Linked DNA regions of Mus musculus: region 2 is linked to region 1. The links are chromatin contacts, called in public promoter capture Hi-C maps. All regions are on one chromosome and are shown on one strand. The core of a region is the stretch at or near the end of the contact, and the rest is flanking DNA. Distances in the headings are between cores, read along the strand shown.

The links. Capture Hi-C pulls out chosen DNA fragments and counts their contacts.
Region 2: a contact with region 1 is called in a promoter capture Hi-C map of adipose tissue, with 2.6 times the contacts expected there. The contact joins two enhancer-like sites. A contact is called at or near these places in 53 of 484 Hi-C or Micro-C datasets (the BV-2 cell line, the Ba/F3 cell line, the C2C12 cell line and 35 more), 7 of 115 datasets of contacts at active chromatin or transcription factors (the 230-238 cell line, CD4 T cells, PVALB interneurons and 4 more) and 2 of 9 other capture datasets (adipose tissue and liver).

Annotation. Positions count from the first base shown.
Region 1 is chr16:95,201,282-95,203,981 of GRCm38.p6, reverse strand. The region is part of intron 3 of Gm31641 (predicted gene, 31641); the gene reads left to right. Among named protein-coding and RNA genes, the nearest start is that of Gm31754, 38 kb to the left of the region's middle. Within about 2 kb of position 1,306, at least 7 of the 459 cell types and tissues checked have an H3K27ac peak or open chromatin away from gene starts, as enhancers often do. A contact at or near this core is called in adipose tissue, where this site is marked.
Region 2 is chr16:95,321,030-95,323,729 of GRCm38.p6, reverse strand. No RefSeq gene overlaps it. Among named protein-coding and RNA genes, the nearest start is that of Gm31641, 63 kb to the right of the region's middle. Within about 2 kb of position 1,304, at least 21 of the 459 cell types and tissues checked have an H3K27ac peak or open chromatin away from gene starts, as enhancers often do. A contact at or near this core is called in adipose tissue, where this site is marked.

The DNA.
Region 1 (2,700 bases), core at 57-2,556:
AGACTCACTGTTTCTGTGTGTGCACCGTGCTGTGCTTTCTTTTCATTGGGGATTCCCACCTCAACAGAGGGCATTTCTGGCTGTAAGGATATCCTATGCAGCGACATCTCTGATCCTACCAACGAGGACATAGAAACAGTGACAACCAAAAATGTCCCAGATCTTCTAAGAGACCCTGTCAAATGCATAACCACTCACAACTGAGAACCCCACTTTCCACTCTAATGGAGATCACAGTTGCAGACCTCAGAAGGCCATGGTTTAGGACCTGGTCCTGAGCACTAGCCTGCAACCTCAGCCAGGGTCACCCCTCTTGAGCTCCTTGTCTTCATCTGTAGGATGGATATGGCTGCTGTACCTGGACACTAAGTCTTTGCATGGCAAATATCTGCTACTGATGCTAACACCCCTTTCTCTCCAGAGCCCAGAGACACTGGGTGGTGGGAGTGAAGGAGCTGTCTATAAGCAACAACAAGAAGGAATGAGAGGTGCTGATGTCTACTTTGAATACTAGCCAGAGACTCCATCCTTAGGGCTCACCACATGCGGGCATTCATAGGTAATGGCATCTTCTTGACACAGGATGCAATTATGAAAATGGCATGTTTCAGGAGCAAGACAGCAGTTAGTGGGGTGTAAGATAGATGCCCCGCAGTGCTTGGCAAACTGCGCTTATCCTGTGCCAGATCCTTCTGTTGTGTTTCACACATAGCAGCCAAGGTCTCCAGACTTGTCCAGATCAACCCACTGTCTTGAGCCTGAGGTCTGTTGTTACTTCCCCAACATACCTTGCCCCCATGCTGTTGCCTGGCAACAGATTCAAGCAGTCAAGCATCACTGATGCCAGCACAGCAGGTGGGGTGCACAGGGATCTCACCTGTCATTTTCACTTCGAAGTTGGAACATGTCAGAATGTGGGTTCACTTTCAGGATGGGTTTCTCTCTGGACCCTTGTGTTTTTGTAAGGGCACATGGCTTGATGAACCCCCAGGAGATGAGAAAAATATTGATTAGCCAGGGAGGTCATCTCATCTGGAAGAGGAGAAAACATACTACCTGGTGGCCACCTTGCCTTCAGGAGGGTACAGGGACAGAGCAGAACAGATTGTCTGGTCTACAAGGAGCACTTACCTTCAGACATAACCTTGTATCACTCTCCTGAGAGAAACAGCCAATAACTTAGAGGCTTACAGCTATGGATGTTTCAAACAAAACCAAAGTTCCCCAAGGCAAGCCCAGAGGTTGAACTTTTCCTCGAATATCCCATTCCTGGGAGGAGTGAGGCACAAGGGGAAGTCAGTATAACCATCTGGTCTCCAGCTGACTTGGCAAGAAAAACATAGCAGCGATGTTGGCCTTTAATACGACTGATCACTGTTGGCTCGCACATGAAAATGAATTAGAAGGAGAGCCAAACTTTATAATTGTTGGTAAATCTGTAGATGATCAGTGCTGAAACGTCTATTACTCCTTTCTTTCCATTTATCACCATTTGTTGTATTCTGCACCCCTGGATTTGGGAAGGATGACCAGATGGAAATCAGACTACAGTCATTAAGTAGGTAAGAAACAGATGGTGTGGAAGGAGAAAAACAGAAGGCTTCAGGGTGGGGCAGAAGCTCTGACCAGAGCACCAACCTTCCCTTCCCAGCTCCAAGGCCCAGTCAGAGTCAATCTGGATGATTCCAGAACTGATGGAGGTCAACTGTGCCCCTCTGTCACCATCAAGGACAAGGCACATGCCACCTTTGTTGATTCGAGGGAGAAGGGTAAGATAGCACAGCACAGCAAAGAGAGACACAGGCTTCTGGTAATGGTGCCCCAATGTGATGGTTTTGTATATGCTTGGCTCGTGGAGTGGCACTATTAGGAGGTGTGGCTCTGTTGGAGTAGGTGTATCACTGTGGATGTGGGCTTTACGATCCTCATCCTAGCTTCCCAGAAGCCAGTATTCCACTAGCAGCCTTCAGATGAAGATGTAGAACTCTCAGCTCCTTCTGCACCATGCCTGCCTGGATGCTGCCATGCTCCTACCTTGATGATAATGGACTGAACTTCTGAACATGTAATCCAGCCCCAATTAAATGTTGTCCTTTATAAGAGTTGCTTTGGTCATGGTGTCTGTTCACAGCAGTAAAACCCTAACTAAGACACCCAATGAAAGTGCTTGCCATCAAATCTTGGGCTCTAAGGACAGGGAGGTCTAGGATTCTCCCTACTCATCTATCATTTTGGTTTCATTGCCTGTTGTGTATATAAAGGGAATCGGAGTCCAGCATAGGCAGGGGCTTCCCATATATGTAACAGTTGTATGGCTTCCTGAGGGTGACGGCTTGGGGTGGAGCAGAGCACTTTGTCTAAAAAGAATTGTTACTTTGCAGTAAGCAAGTCACTTGAGAATAAATTCAGACATTCTCAAATAATCAAATTTAAATTTATGTTTCTGTTGTCATCATCTAACCACAAGAACTCATAGGAAGCAGGACCCAGGCCCAGACCTCTCTATGTCATGATGGTTGGTACCTCCCTCAGAGATTGTGAGTTTTCTTATTGATCTCCCATCAGCAACAGGTTGGTAAGACCATATTTGGGCTTTGTTTCTGAAATGAAAAACCAAAGCCCATCTCCCCCTGCTCTACCTGCTTCTTGTCTTCACCTCCCAGGGACTGGATGCTGGGCCCTCCTGAACAGGGCAGCTCA
Region 2 (2,700 bases), core at 55-2,554, 120 kb before region 1:
GACTGGAGTGTATAAGAAAGCAATCTGAGCAAGCCAGTAAGCAGCATTCCTCCATGGCCTCTGCATCAGGACCTGCTCCCGGTTCCTACCCAAGTTCCTACCCTGACTTCCCTTCATGATGGACTGACATGGAAGCATCATCCTAGTGAACTCTTTCCTGCTTTTGATCATGGTGTTCATCATGGCAAGAGAGACCCAAGACAAAGAGGATTTACACACAAGTCCTGGGCCATTCTCTGAAACATCTCCCTCTCCTCCCCACCTCCTGATGTAGATTTCTGCAGCCATCTATCTGCCCTACGACTCACTCCTAACCTTTCTGTGGACAACTCTTTCACTCCGAGTTCTAGAGAGATAAGGGCTGATGGACCATGCCATTATTATGTCGAGCTGCCGGTAGATGGGAGGGGGCTTTAGCCCCACTCCACCCTTATCAGTCAACCCCAGGGACACATTGTCTGTTAATCGCCCAGCTTCCCACCTCTGCCTGCGCCTGTCTTTAATGAATTCGATCATCTTCCCCTTGTTCCCCAAGATATTTTTCATTGAGACTGTGTCTCAAATAGCCCAGGCTGACCTTGAACTTGCTATATATTGAATAACCTTGAAGTTCTGATTTTCCAGCCCCTGCCTCCTGATTGATGGGATTATAGGTGTGTGCCACCAAGCCCAGTTTATGAAGTACCAGGGATCAAACTCAGGGCTTTGAGCATTGTAAAGAGATAAGCAGTCCACCAGCTGCACTCATCTCTAGCCCTCCAAGAGATTGAATCTATTCACACAGATATGTGTGCAATTCTTGGGCTCTGAAAGTATGACCTTCCTTTTCGCCTGAACTCACCTTTTCCAGGATAACAATTTTCCAAAATTCTCCACTTGTGCCTTTTCTAAATAAAACCATTTAAAAAAAAGGATAAAATATTTCTCAGATTTCTTGGAAATTTCATTATGTATTTCGATAAATGAAGTGTAAAGAAGTTGAACAATGTAGATCAAATTCCCTTTAAAATATATGAATTTCCTACCAAATAAGGGTAGTATGCTTTGGAAAAAAACAAAACAAACAAAACAAAACAAAACAAAACAAAACAAAACAAAAACCAAAGAAACAACACAGGTTTGGTTTTTCTGAACCAAAAGCACTTGGAAAAAAAAAAAAAGAGTTTGAGACATTCAGCAATTCCAAAGTGGCAGGGTTCACCCATCTTTAATTTCAAGGGAAATTAAATCCAGCTGTTTCTCATTCATGGCCACTCAGCTCACCACATGCTGTTTGGTCGGTCAGGGGTAATGGGACATCCAGGAAGCTGCTGCAGGGCTGTTTTAAGTCACACCCTTCTCAGCTGGGAAGTGGGCTTGGCCAGTGTCTCTCTTGGACCAGTCTCTCTTTCTTCCACATGGGAACCCACAACGTCCTAAAGAATTAAAAACTGGCGGAGGCAATCCTGTAGCTATTCGAGGCCTCCAATGGGTCAAGCTGTCCAGTCTCCTGCTTCAGGGCAGATTCTAAGGTTCACCCTTACACTCCTTTCAGTTCTGTGTCAGCCTTACTGTTAATCTGTTTCTGTCATCAGCGCTCTTCCTCTCAGGAAGTTGCCTCCATGAGGCGCTAGCCTACTGTAACGGGACATGGTTAATGCGTCACTTGGCTCTCCTGAGACTGTTTTTCCAGCTCTCTGTTCCCAACCCCCAGTACCTTATCATCTGGAATCAGAAGTCCTTAGGAAGGATAATGGTCTGCTTTCTCTCTCAAGTGGATGGAAACACCTGGCTAGCTTGCCAGCGGTGAGTTGTAAGACTTGGCCTTAAATCTCATCTGCACTTACCACAGTTTAGTCTAAATAAACTCCTTTAATCCCAGGAGTATCAGCTAGTCTCTTACTTCCCTGATAAAGGCTGGAAGGGTGATGGTTCCTCAAATCCACAGAGGGTCAGAGTATACTTTTCTCATTGTGTTAATGTTATCAATTGAGACCATAAGACAATGCACAGACTGCAAAAGGATGACCCTACATGCGGAGAAGAGAAGGTCATGTGGAGGATAGGAGAATAAGTGTTCTTGGTGATCATGGACACAGTAGACCTTGATCCTGCTTGATGCCCTGGTAAAAGATGACGTAGTCTCAGCCTCACAAACAAAGAACTGACTACTTGGGTCACCCTGTCACATGGCAATACTCTGTGCTTGGTGGTGGACAGTTAGAGCCCTCAACAAAGTGTGGCAGAATATTCCTGGATGAAGGTGATGATGGTTAGTGTTGACCCTCAACTGGACAGGATCTGGAATCACCAAGACAACCCTCCAGGTACAGCTGCAAGGAATTATCTAAGCTCTGAGCAGGCCTGTGAGGGATTGTGTTGAGGCAGGCTCAAGGTGGGTGGCACCATTCCCTCAGCTTAAAAACGAGACAGGGAGCTACATACAAGCATCTGTTGCTCTCTGCTTTCTGGTTGTGGGTATCACGTGACAGATGTTTCAAGCCCCTGCCGCTTTGACTGCCCTGCCATGATGGATGGTACCCTGGAAGTGGGAGCCCTTTCTTCCTTAAAGTTGCTTTTGTCAAGAGTATTTTATCACAGCCACAGGCAACGGAAATGGCAGTGAGGACTGAGGGTAAGTGGGGGTGAGATACAGCCATGTAGGGATAGCTATCACATGGCAGGGGGAGCACAGCAGGGGGGGTCAGCAAGGGATTATTA